2 separate regions of the Sus scrofa genome follow, and region 2 is linked to region 1. Evidence: chromatin contacts called from public Hi-C data. All regions are on one chromosome and are shown on one strand. Each heading gives the region's core, a stretch centred on a gene start, on an enhancer-like site or on the middle of the called end of the contact. The rest is flanking DNA. Distances are from core to core; before and after follow the strand shown.

Region 1 (6,528 bases), core at 452-2,951:
ACCAGAGTCAGGCTCAGAGGAGCTGGCAGCTTGCCCAGCTCAGGAGGGGTGGCGCTGCGACGTGAAGCCTGCGGCTGCCCACCACGCTGGCCCGGGAAGAATAGGCCTGGACGTGGCAGCCTGGCATGCGGTGGCTCTGTGGCCTTAGAGGCCTGACACCCAGGTGCTCTCGAGCCTCTGGAACCCCATTCTGTCCCCACAGCCAGATCCTGTCACGGTGTCTGTAACTGCAGGGAGCAGGGCCCAGAACCTGCCCAGCCAGCTGTTCTGGGGGTTGGGGGTGGGGCAGTTCATTCCCAGCCAGGCTGGCATCAGGCACCGCTTCTCCTGTTTGACAGGACTGAGGCCAGGCACTCAGGTTTGAAGTCCTGTTCTGCCTCTTCTGGGCAGGTAACAAGCTCTCTGGGCCTCGATGTTCCCATTTGTGAAATGGGACCCATCACTGGGTCATTTCACTATCCGTGTAAGGCCATCTGAGGCCCACCGTTTGATTTTTGTAAACAAAGTTTTATTGGCACAAGGCCATGTCCATTCCTTTGTGCATTATCTGGGGCAGCTTTCGTGCTCCACCAGCAAACTGGAGTGGTTGTGACAAGGCCAGCCAAGCCTAAAAGGCGTGATCTAGCCCATTACAAGGGAAGTTTGCCGGCCTCTGGTGCAAGGGATTAAATTCAATGAGTGAATCTTTGCAAGGCACTGAGGACTGCACCTGGGACAAAGGGGACACTTAGCAGGTGGCAGCTATATAATAATCATTATTCTTAGGGTGGAATCATTTGCAGAAAATCTCAGGGCTTCGTAGCGATCGAGCTGGGACTTGAACTCGGGTCTTTGGACCAGGCCCCTCACCCCCACGACGCGGTGTCACTAGTGGGGGGACTGGGATCCAGAAGAATGCTTGCCTGTGCCAGGAGAGGGTGGACCGGGCCTGTGCAAAGGGAACTGGGGACCTGCGGGGGGAGGGGGGCTCCAGTGCTTCTCAGAATGCTCTTCTGTGTGCACACGCGCCCAGCCGTCTGTCCCTTTCCGAACACCCCCCGGCGTGGGCAGGTGGAGACGGTGGGTTTCTCTCCTGGCCAACTCAGCGCCGGACTGGTAATAACAATAGTAGAAATAGGAGTTCCCGTCGCGGCTCAGTGGTTGAGGAACCCAGTTAGCGACCATGAGGCCGCGGGTTCGATCCCCGGCCTCGCTCAGCGGGTTAAGGATCCGGCGTTGCCGTGAGCTGTGGTGTGGGTTGCAGATGTGGCTTAGATCCCGTGTGGCTGTGGCTGTGGTGTAGGCCGGCAGCTGGAGCTCCGATTGGACCCCTCGCCTGGGAACCTCCATATGCTGCAGGTGCGGCCCTAAAAAGACAAAAGACAAATAATAATAGTAATAACAAATAATAAGGAGGAAGAGGTGGCAGCAGCCCCTCCTCTGGTGCCCGTTCGGTAGCAGACGTAGTGTTAGCGTGATCCCACTTGCCAGCCGGAGACACTGAGGCACAGAGGGTGAGGTCGCACGGGCTGTAAGCGGTGCAGCCGGGCTTTGACCTCAGGCAGTCTGGCTCCAGAGTCTCCGCTTAATAAATATTTGTTGAACGAGCAAGGGAGGGAATTGGCCGTTGGTGCTGGCGGCGGCGCCCTGCCGGCCGGCCCCCTTATCTCGTTCCTGGAGTTCGAGAAGGGAGGACTCCTCGGCTGTCAGCTGACCCCACCCTGGCCGCGTGCTGAACTCTGGGTGACCCTGGCTTCTTCCCCTGGGGGTTTTCTGTCCACTGCTGGGAAGGCCACTCCGGATTCCCCAGGGAGGAAACTGAGGCCCAGAGAGGTCTGAGGCTTGGCCAGAGCCACACAGCCTGCTGCTCTCAGAGGATCCGGGTGTCCCCAGAACATCCCCCCTGCCCCTGGCTGTCCCCCCACAGGTCGGCTGGCCCAGGCGCCACGCCACACATCCTTTGACGGGCTTGCAGGAGACAGGCTTGCCCTGCTGGGAGCTGGCGGTGCCTAGGAGACGGGAGCCTCGGCCCAGGGGGGCCTGCAGGGAGCTGCCTGTTTTACCCCCCAGACTGAGTTCAGAAAGCAGGCCCACCTGGCGGTGAGGGCAGGCCTGCTGCCAGATCCCTGGGTCCCCCCCCCCACCGCCCTCAGGAGCTGAAGCTGGAGGGGCAGGTTGTCCCCAGTTGCCAGCTGTGACCAAGCCATGCCCAGCTCTGGCTTATCACGGCAAGCTGCTGGGTCAAGAGCAAACCCGTGGCTTTGGGGCGGCTCTGGAACGACCCGAGGCCTGCTCTGGGGGGCCGTCGGGGCCTTGTGGGATCTCGAGCCAGATAAAAGGACAACGTTGCTGTTTCAGTTGTGATTGAGAAAGCTGCTTATTTACAGCTCAGAAACTCAGCGGGGACAAGCATTTCGGCTCCCATCTAGCACTTTCCAGGCAGTCACTAATTAATCTTCCGATACCCCTGAGAAATGGGGAGGGGCGGCCACATTTCCATCTGTCGGCTGGGAAAGCCAGGGGCCCTTTTGTCCCAGCTGCGGCCCAGCCCTTCTCCGAGGGGCCTGGTCCCGTTCCCACCCCGTTCTCATTAAGATTTTTTCTTGCCTTAAATGCGTTGTGCTTACTCCCTGGGTGGGAGTGTGCCGTAGCCCCCTTGGAAACTCGCCCGCTTCTTATCTCCTTCACTCTTGCAGTCACGAGAAGTTTCTTTTATGCCCTCGGAGCAAACGGTCCTTCCGAGACCTGGACTCCTGCCCTCGGATGGGGCGGGGGCAAGGAAGATTTTCTTCCTTCTGTGCAGGAGGAAGTGGAGGGCTGGAGGGCAGCTTGCCAGGGCCACCCGGCTCCCAGCGACAGAGCCAGCCATGGGATGAAGTGTCTGGACCTGGGCTTCTGTTCCAAGAGCCGGGCTCCATGTCGCTTGTGAATGGCACAGCCCCACCCATGCTTCCTCCTCTCCAAGATCAAGTGCAAGGGGGGCCCCTCCAGTCATCTGGTCTACCCTGCGTTTTGCCACTAAAGAGACATCAGAAGACTTTATCAAGGGACCTGTTGATTGGGAATTCTTAGATTTTCAGTGAGATTGGGTTGGGAGAGGTGGCCTTTTCATCTCCTTCTGTGTGTCCTGTCACACTTCTACCTGGCAGGAAAAAAAAAAACAAAAAAATCAGGCTTTAATAGCCCCTAAAGAAGCCTCTCCCAAGGGACAGCGGACCCCCCATCTCAGGGGGTCCTCAGCAAAGCAGTTCCTTATTCGTATGTGGCACTGCCTTTCCTTGGTGGTCTAACTACGCAATCAGCAGAAATTTCGAAGTCACTTGGGTGAGTTTAGGGGGGTTATTAGAAAGGAAAAGAGAATTTGGGGGGAGGGGATAAAAAGAGATGCAGGTTTTTTTTTTTTTTTTTTTTTTTTTTAAGAGCTCCATATAGATTTAAAGTCCTTTTGTTAATTTAGGAACATAAAACTGTGTGATGTATAGCTTAGTTTGCTCGTAAAATTCCTAAGTGTGGCATATTTAGAGCTGTGAAAGCTTGGGGTAAAAGGGAAAAAAAATCAGTGAGAATTTTTTTTACAAGTCTTTTGGGGAAAATGCATTTTTCCGACTTGTTCCCACTGAGGCCAGGCCCTCCACTGCTCGGGCTGGGGTTGCCGGATGCCCTGGGCCGGATTATAGCTGGGTGAGAGGCTGGGGCCTGGCCGGATTTGAGTTGATCTGGGCCCAGGTCTTGCCTCCAGGGCCCTGGCCCACCCAGCCCCTGACGCCAGGCCCCCAGCGGAAGCCCGCGGGCCTCCCCCTGCCCTTCTCCTGCTCCCCCTGCAGGGGGACAGGAAGCGCCCTCTGACCAGCCCTGGACCGCTGCCCAGTGGGCATTTGGCCACTTGCTTAATGGCCTGCGGGGCTGGGAAGTCACGGAACATTGGCCTTGGAAGGGCCCTCAGAGATCAGATGGCCCAACCTCTGCCTTCTCTCCATTTGGTGGTCTCCCAGGGTCAGACCCACCCCGCCACCGAGGGTTGTTAGACTGTTGCTTTTCACATGAAACACACATGTGCATTTGACCTAGTTCTGTCCTCCCTGGACACAAATCAAGTCGGCCCCTTCTTAAATATCACCACCCAAGCTGGGCAAGGCCTGCCCCGTGGGGTTCTGGGCTTGCAGGGACCCAGCGGGAGCCGCAAAGGAGGTCTGTGGCTCATTGTCAGGTTGCTTCGGGAACGAACAAGGCGTGAGATCCAGGAGGATGCAGGGCTGTGGCATCTCCCAGGATCAAGCACCCTAGTTGAGGAAATCCAGGAAGGCTCCATGGAGGAGGTGGCATTGGAGGCTGGCCGTAGGGAGGCTGGCAGGAGGGTGAGGCTGGGTAGAAGGGAGCTAGTACAGTGAGGAGGGAGGACCAAGAACAGGGAAGCCACTCTTTTAAGATACTCAACATGGGGAGTTCCTGTTGCGGTTCAGCAGTAACGAACCCAACTAGTATCCGTGAGGCTATGGGTTCGATCCCTGGCCTTGCTCAGTGGGTTAAGGATCCGGCATTACCGTGAGCTGTGGTGTAGGTCACAGATGGGGCAGCTCGGATCTGAGTTGCTGTGGCTGTGGCGTAGACTGGCAGCTGTTGCTCCAATTTGACCCCTAGCCTGGGAACATCCATATGCCGCGGGTGCAGCCCTGAAAGGCAAAAAAAAAAAAAAAAAAAAAAAAAAAATTCAATGTGGTAAGTTCATTAAGTTCATACCAGGCGTGCTGAGACCTGGGCCCTGGGCTGGCCCTGCCCTGGTGGTACTGAGGGATTAGCATTAATTCGGGGTAGCAAATGCTGGTGCCCAGGGGCCTGTGTAGAAATTTCTGGGAGTGCAGAAGAGGCAATGATTTTGGTTTCGAGGTGGGGGTGGAATCAGTGTCCAAGAGAGGAAGTGACATTTGAGCTGGCCTTTCTACTCTGGGCACTTGAAAGGTCAGGCCACCACTCCTGCCCTGATTCTTAACGGTGCCCTCTGGTGGCAGGGCTCTGGAGCCTGTGCAGCCTTTAGAGAGGGCGGGTCCACCCTGAGGATGTCCAGAGGCAGGGCTGCTTCCAGACATTTCCGAGAGTCCTGGACCCGAGGCGCGGATGGGAGAGAATGAGCGGGCACGATGGAGCCTCACGCAGAAGGGGCCTCCCTGGCCGCCCAGGGGCCCTTGGCCTTTCTCCGCGTTCTGCTCTCTCCTGCATGTGCCAGGCCCTGAAGGCCAGGCAGTGGTGTTAGGGCCAGCCCCTGCCCTCAGGGAGTGGGCAGGCAGGGCCCGGCTGGTGAGAGGCAGAGCAGCCTCTGGCCCCGGGGAGCTGGGCCTTCCAGAAAGGGCGGGAAGGACAGTCTTAGGCAGAGGGGGTTAAAGCAGTGCCGCGGGAACGGAAGCCAGCAGGAGTGTGGGACCCACACTTGGGGGGTCTTGAATGTCATAAGACCTGTGTGACATGTGACCCCGATTCGGCTGTATACGGGTGTGGATCTAGGCCTTTGAAGTAGCCAGGTTCAGCTGTTGATTCAGTGCGTGTTTGCGACACGCCAGGACTGGCCGGGCGCATGGAAATATAGCCAAGAAACGCCTAAGATCCATGCCTCCTGGAGCGCCTGTTCCTGCCACAGGCACATGGCACCGTCTTCCTGGGCGCAGGCTCTGGAGGGGGGAGGGGGTAGCCAGTGTGCGGGCCGAGGGTGGCCGGAGACCCGGAGGAAGGGAGGAGTTAGCCCTGGAGAGATGAGCGGGGTTGGTGGCAGGCAGGGGGCAGACGTGCAAAGGCCCTGAGGCCTCGAGGGTGTCCATTCGGCCACAGGGCGTGAGCTGCAGGGAGGGGGCTCGGAGCGGAGATGGGAGAGCTGGAGTCGGGGCTGCGGGGGGGGGGGGGGGCGAGGTCTTCATATGACCTCAGTGGCTCCTTCTGGCTGCAGGGCCGAGATAGATTCCAGGTGGTCAGGGGACAGCAGGGAGAGCATCGTGAGGTGGCTGCCATGGCCCCAGGCGAGAGACGGGCGGCGGGCTGGGCCAGACCGGCAGCGGCAGCGCTGAGGCCGTGGGAGGCGGGGGGGCTGGAGGTGCAGGTGCATCAGATGGCGGCCTGTCTCGTCCCATCTGTTTTCGGAAGGCGGCTCCGACAGCCTCCCTCTTGGATTCAGACAGTGAGCAGAGGCTCCCCTCCGCCTGATGGGGCTGGGGGGACGCCCGCCCCCTGAGCATGATGGGGTCCTCTGAGACGAGGGCGGGGCAGGGGGCTCTGAGCGCGGGCGACCCCCTGGGCGGTTCTCAAAGCGAGGTTCCTGGGCTGGCGGCGGTGGCACCAGCTGGGAGCTGTTGACACGCAGATTCTGGGGGTCCCCCCTCCCCAACCCAAGACCCACTGAGGCAGAAACTCTGTGGTGGGCTCCGGCAGGCTGTGTGTTCTGGGGCCTCCCGGGGATTCTTGTGCTTGCTCAAGTGTGAGAGCTGGTCTAACACTCTGGCCCCACGATGGAAACTAAGTTGGGGTTACTGGTCCCCAGAAAGATTGTGAATGAATGGGGGTGTCATT
Region 2 (6,811 bases), core at 1,105-3,604, 180 kb before region 1:
TCACAATCATGTTTTTTTGAGCAAAACCTGGGTCCTGTGATGTGGGAAAGGATATTTAATACTTGCCTTTTTAGCATATGTTCACATGAGAAAGTGGACAAGGACAGAAAAATGGCCTGACAGTTGGCACGTAACATCACTTCAGTGGAAAGAACAGGTTTTTCTGGCATCAGGAAATTCTGGCTTTTCCCAGACCTGGGATCCTCCCAACCCTTGGGGAGGGGCCGTAAAACCTAAAGGTTAGAGGGGAAGACTCTGGAGCCACTGGCCTGGTTCAGATCCCAGCTCCCCCCACTTTCTGGCTGTGTGACCTTAGGAGGGTTCCTTTCCCTCTCTGTGCTTCAGTTTCTTAATCTGGAAAATGAAAATGCTTCGAACAGTGCCTGGCCCTTAGGAAGCACTTCCTGTCTGAGTTTAACTCATGTTTTAGCGTCAGTCTAACTAGTATTTACTCATATTAACTAGTATTTGTGGGCACGTGCTAAGTGCTCTGGGCTCCCCGTCAGGGGACGGTTTCTCCCGGTCATCTGGGTGACAGCTGTGTGACCAGACACCCCGAAGTCGGGAGCAGGAAACCACCGCTTTGGCTGACAGATGGACAATTCGGGTGAGGCTGGGCAGGGGGGACCCGTCTCTGCTCCCCAAGCTTTCGCATCTGGACTAGGGCTGGAGGATGCACCTCCCAGACGGCACCCTCATGCCCACAGGGCTGGTGGCCCGGGCAGTGGCAGGGCTGGGAGTGTGGCGGTGTGCCCTCCCCAACCCCAGCACAGCAGGGTGGCTGGGTCCTAAGACCAAGGGTCCTGAGGCAGAGCCGGGCAGAAGCTGTACCACCCTCATGACCAGGCCTCCTTGGCCCCCTGGCATCCACTTCCCTGACTCCATCAGGGCCGGTCTCACAATGCCCCTGCCCCTTCCAGCGTCAAGGAGGGGGCCAAGCTGGAACGATCTGGACGCGCGTGTGGCCTGGGAGGGAGCAGTGCGGCCCATTTTGGGAAATATCATCTGTCCTCGCAGCCCGGAGGGTCAGGGCTGGAAGGGTGCTCACAGGTCACCGGGCCTGCACCCCACAGCCCACTGCACGGGGCCGGGGAGCGGGGGGAAGCTGAGGGGCGGAGAGGCGGGCAGGCCGTCCCGGTTCCCTGGCGCTTATCAGGGTGTGCGGAGGGATGGCCTCTCTCCTGCTCGCCCGCCAGCTCCTGGGAGGAGGGGGCCCCGCCGTCTTTGCGGCAGGACCCCCGCCCCTCCCCCAGTGCCCAGCTCAGACGACCGGGCCACCTGAATCCAGCAGACCCCCAGGCCAGGGCCCAGCCGGCCCCTCGGACCTGCCCGTCGCTCTCCCACAGTGACCTGGCCGGTGCTGCATGCAGCCGGTGCTCAATGACTGCTTGGTACCCTGCCCCAGCCTGACGGATGCCAGGGAGCTCAGGTCCTGCCAGGCCAGGGGACCCGGGGTGGCCAGACCCGGCAGACCCATCCGCTTCCAAACTGAGCCCCTTGCCCGCCCCGGGAGTGGAGGGGCCGGAGGTGCTGGCCTGGCTGGACCCCCCACCCACCCACCCCACCCCAGCAGGGACGGGAGGCCTGGCGGGCGGGCTTCCTGAGCCTCCTGCCGGAGGTGTCTCAGCAGCTGCAGGAAGAGCCGGCAGAGCCAGATAAAGGCCCAGCGGGGGCCCTTTCCCAACAAAGGAAGCCAGCAGAGGCCTCTCCTCTCCCGCCTAAACACTCCAAACGCCTTTCAAGCTCTGGGCGGACGGGCGGGCTATTCAGAAGCAAGGGGAGGAGGGAACTGCCGCACAAAATGGGGTGGGAGGTGCCTCCGCCTCCTTCCAGAACCCCGAGGCGGATCCATTTAGTTTCAGAGAAATAAACCCCCCGTGTTCTAGAATATTCCTTCTCGGGGAGCAGGCCCCTCTCTGGGCCCTGCAGGGCACACCCTGGGGAGGGAATTGGAGAGAGGCGAGGGGCCTGGGTGCCCCCCCCCCCGACCCCGCCACCGAGCCACCCCTCACCTCCGGGGGTCTTTGTGTGCCCCGCCTCTCCCTTGATTTACGAGGCTGCCACCCAGCCCGCAGCTCCACCCCCAGCCTCCCGCCGATGATGGGGTGGTTGGGGACAGAGGGGACCCTCCAGACCTCCGTGCTGCCCCACCCCCACCCCAGCCTCGCAGTAGGTGACCCCTGGATCTGCAGGAGGGTGGCGGAGGGCCCCCTGGCCTGGAAGCTTCCGATGAGACAGGCTTCGGTGGTGGGTCCCACCCCTAGTGTGGCCAGAGATTCAGGCGACAGGCTGTTTGAACCTTCGAACTCTGCCCCGTCCCTCCCCACAGCTCCCTGGGCCCCGCGGCAAGAGCTGAGCCTAGGAATGCGACCAACCCTGTTGGAGCCTTCTGCCACCCTTTAGCTGCCAGCAAAGGCTTCGGCTGTTCTGCACCTTGATTTTGTCATCTGTAAAGGGGGCGTTAACACTGCCTGCCTCCCAGGGCTGCTGAGTGAGATTAAGCCCAGAGGTGGCTGCGCCGGATCCATGTCCCTGTGTATACAGGTCTCAGCCCCCCGGGCATCCCCAGGGACCAGGGACAACTCAGGATCATACAGATGGTGTCAGGGCATCCGTCAGCCACTGGACAGAGCAGAACGGCCTGGGCTTCTGGTTGGTGCTAGGCAGTGTTGGAGAGGGGGCCCTGCTGGCCCGGGGACACAGAGTGGCCTGTAGGATGCTACCCAGTCTGGGCACATGCTGGCCCCCAGACCTCAGTCCCCTGGACGGCTGGGGCCTCTCCCGGCAGGGCGGAAACTGCTTGGTAACGAGCCCCAGGGGCGCTCCAGGCGGCTGGGAGAGGGCAGGACGGGGTTTGCTGGTGCCAGGGCTCATTAAGCCTGCCGTTCAGATGGGGATTAGGCGGCAGCCAGCCCACGAGTCCTTGGGTTTGGTTATTAAAGGCTCCTTGCAAGGGAAACGCCAGGCGCTCCCTTTCAAAGCCGCACCTGCTAATCAGAGGGCAAGGAATTCATTAAAACTGTAACTGGGGCTCCCCAGGAACAAGGGCTGGGGGAGGGGGGCTTTGCAGCGTGTGGGCAGAACAAGGGCACAGCTTCCCTCCCTGGCAGGGGGCACACACTCCCCCCCACCCCGTCGTGGGTGTGGCCAGGGGGCGCCAGAGGCCCGTGCTGCAAGGCCCCCTCCTCCAAGGGGCTGTCCCTGAGAGCCCAAGCCTGGACCCCTGGCTCCTCCGCTGTCATATTCCTTTGCTCCTTTGTTTTTTTTTTCTTTTGGCCGCCCCACAGCATATGGAGTTCCTGGGCCAGGGATCAGATCCAAGCCGCGGCTGCGGCCACACTGGATCCTGACCCCACTGTGCTGGGCCGGGAATGGAACCTGCATCCTGGCGCTGCAGTGATGCCGTGATCCTGTGCGCCACAGCGGGAGCTCTCATTCCTTTGCTTCTGCTCCCACCTGCTGGTGCTCCGCCAGCTCCTTGGGGTCCTCGTGTGTGCTTCCTGCGAGAGGGAGGGGTGGGGGGACAGGGGCAAGGCCACGTTTGGTAAACACCTGCTGGGCCAGGCTGAATAATGGCCCCCAAGATGGGCGCGTTCCAGTCCACAGAACCGTGTGTGTGTGTGTGTGTGTGTGTGTGTGTGTATGTGTGTGTGTGTGTGTGTGTAAGGGAGAGAGAGAGACCTGATGTGGCTTATCCAGGTGAGACCATCCCGGGGTCCTTATAGGACGGACGTGGAGGGGATTCTAGAGAAATGGAAGTAGGACGTGTGGTGGCCGAATAAGAATTGCAGCGATGCAGGGAAGGGCCCACGAGCCGAGGGCTGCAGGCACCTTCAGAAGCGGGAAAAGCAGGGATGCTCCCCTGGAACCCCCCGGAAGGAACCAGCCTCGTGCCACCTTGAGTTTAGCCCCTTGAGGCCCGTGCCAGACTTCTGCCCTCCAGGCTGGAAGACGGTGGAGTGGAGATGTTTGAAAGACGCAGCTGTGGTCCCCGTCACAGCAGCCGCAAGAAACTGATGCCTCTGCCGAGGGACAGGTACCCCGCGTGGGTCACTCCCCTGGTATCGGCGAGGGAGGCCTGGGGGCCCTGCTGATGGGCAAGCCCCGGCTCTCAACACACTCAGAGGGACCCTGGCTGCACAGCGGTGTCCGTCTCTTCTGGGTTGGGGAGGGGTACAGGTGGGCAAGAGGCGGGTACCTGTGTGTGTGCTTGCTACATTATTTTCTGTATGTTTGAAATATTTCATTATTTAAAATGTTGCTGAGGAGTTCCCATCGCGGTGCAGCGGAAATGAATCCAACTAGGAACCATGAGGTTGCGGGTTCGATCACTGGCCTCGCTCAGTAGGTTAAGGATCTGGCGTTGCCATGAACTGTGGTGTAGGTCGCAGATGCGGCTCGGATCTGGCATTGCTGTGGCTCTGGCATAGGCCGGCAGCTGTAGCTCCAATTAGACCCCTAGCCTGGGAACCTCCATATGCCGCAGGTGCGGCCCTAGAAAATACAAAAAAAAAAAAAAGTTGCATCTGCCTGGTCCCAAATTCTGTGCTCTCTCTCAGACTCTTTGACGAATATTGGTGGCCAAATGTGAGCCCTTGGGGCCTGGTGCTTGGACCTAGGCCACTGAGGGGGTCTAAGGGGTTGCCGGGAGTTGGAAGGAGTCACTCCCCTCCCAGGCGTGGACAGCCTGACGCATGGGACCTGTTCACGGCTCACCTTTCCCAGCCTGGCTACCAGGCAGGAGTTAATCCAGCCAGATGGGAGTTAGAGAGACCGGTTCACACCGTGCTGTGTGACCTTGGGCAAAACACCCAACCTTTCTGATCCGAGGCTTCTCTCGTAGAAAAGAGGGAATGTGAAATGCTTCTGATCATTGCATCTCTCTCCACACAAGGCCCAGACTGGGCCCTGGTATGGGAAGTGTGGACACGGGGCCTTCTCCTCCGGTGGACTTAACACGCGTGTGTGTCAGGCCTTGTGACCTCCAGATGAAAGGACTGTGTACGCCTGAGTCAGCTTTATGGCGATTCCATGCCCCACCCCCTGTACTTCCTGCTCCATGTGGAAGCTCAGGGTGTGGGAGCAGGTTCGCTGCATCTGAGGTCTCCCGGCTGCTCTGGGTCTGGCCAGGACACGGGGGCCCCTCTCCCAGCGGCTCCAGGGGCAGCCTCGGGCCCAGGGTGGGGGGACCCAGACCCTCTTTTGCATCCAGCCAGTGGGGCAGGTACCAAAGGGGACGATTACCTAGAGGTGGAAAAACGCAACGCTGCCGCGCAGTCGCCTAGGGCACTGTCGCCATCGGCCACGAGGTGGGGCTGTTGCTCCATCCGGCCCGGGGTCTGCCTGCCTGATACCCTGTTTATAGCCCCACGTGTATAATTCCTTCCCTGCTTCCAAATAATGATCCAACAGGCACAAGTGTACCTTATCCTTCCTGACTTGCAGACACCTCCCTCAACTCTACAAAGTAAGGACCGCCATTGGCCCTATTGCCAGATGGGGGAGTAGAGGCTCAGAGAGGTGAAGTGACTTACCCAGAGTCACACAGCGGGATTCACTGTCAGCTCCGTTAGGTTCCAAAGCCGGAGCTCTCAGTTAGTAAGACTGAGACCCATAGGTGCCTCCCCTGTCCCCTCCCCCCCCTCCCTCCCCTCCCCCTCCGGTTCTGCCCCTCCCCCGCCCCAGGCTGGTGGCAATTGAGAAACCGGTCTTGGGAGTTGTGATGATGACACAATTTCCTCCTAAAAGCCCCTCTCTCCCCGCTCAGTCTCTTCTTTCACAGAGGGTTTCCTTGTCTTCTGTTCATCAGTTCAGCCTGCTGGGCTGGTCCCCCGTCCCAGGAGCCAGGCCCCAAGCTGGGTGCTGGGTGCTCCCAGCCTCCCCCCGCCCCATCCTCTCTTTCCCTTCGAGCGAATGCTTTTGCAAGGGGCTCTACACCAGGCTTCCCGGTGCTGAGTGTCTGATTCCCCCAGGCCTTGTTCAAGGGCAGGTTCTGATGCAGCAGGGCTGGGCAGGGCCTGGGAGTCTGCATTTCTAGCAAGCCCCTAGAGGCGGCTGCCGCCCACCAAGCCCCCATCTCCAGTCCCTGAAGGAGGCGTTTAGGGATTGTATTTGCTTTCAGAAGCCACCAGCAGACTAGTGACTGCAGGGACTTTTTTTTTTTTTTGGTCTTTTTGCCATTTCTTGGGCTGCTCCCATGGCATATGGAGGTTCCCAGGCTAGGCCAGAGCCACAGCAATGTGGGATCCAAGCTGCCTCTACAACCTACACCACAGCTCACAGCAACACCGGATCCCCAACCCACTGAGCGAGGCCTGGGATCGAACCTGCAACCTCATGGTTCCTAGTCAGATTCATTAACCACTGCACCACGACGGGAACTCCAAGGGACCAGTCTTGGTCCCTGTCCCCCGTTGGTCCTTCTGTAAACCCCTGTACCCATTAGGGTCCAACCAGAGGAGCAGAACCGCCCCGAAATGGATTCAAAGACATTTGCCGCCAGAGTCGGGCCGAGTGATAGTGGGGCCGATCCAGGGCGGGCCGCGAGGAAGGGCAGGTGGCGATGCTTCCACGGGGGCCTTTTCTTCCTCCTCCGGGGGAAGCCTCAGCTCTGTTCTCAGGCTTCCTAACTGACTGCGTCGGGCCCATCTCCCTTCCTGCAGATGTCGACTTTACGGGCGGCATCCTTCTCGGGAAAGTCAGCTGCTGATGGACTGTCACCACATCAGTAGCACATCTTCCCGGCGGGCCCCGGATGCGTGTGGGAATCACGGGCTGGCTGCACGGGCTCTGGCTGAGAGCAAGGGCAAGC

What was found. A called contact is a pair of places that touch in the nucleus more often than the background predicts.
Region 2: a contact with region 1 is called in a Hi-C map of liver, with 17 times the contacts expected there. The contact joins two enhancer-like sites. A contact is called at or near these places in 2 of 5 promoter capture datasets (fetal liver and liver) and 4 of 47 Hi-C or Micro-C datasets (embryonic fibroblasts and liver).

Annotation. Positions count from the first base shown.
Region 1 is chr6:3,339,409-3,345,936 of Sscrofa11.1, reverse strand. All of the region lies in intron 2 of GSE1 (genetic suppressor element 1), which reads left to right. Among named protein-coding and RNA genes, the nearest start is that of GINS2, 120 kb to the right of the region's middle. Within about 2 kb of position 1,701, at least 28 of the 83 cell types and tissues checked have an H3K27ac peak or open chromatin away from gene starts, as enhancers often do. A contact at or near this core is called in fetal liver and liver, where this site is marked.
Region 2 is chr6:3,521,229-3,528,039 of Sscrofa11.1, reverse strand. The region is part of intron 1 of GSE1 (genetic suppressor element 1); the gene reads left to right. Among named protein-coding and RNA genes, the nearest start is that of GSE1, 130 kb to the left of the region's middle. Within about 2 kb of position 2,354, at least 33 of the 83 cell types and tissues checked have an H3K27ac peak or open chromatin away from gene starts, as enhancers often do. A contact at or near this core is called in fetal liver and liver, where this site is marked.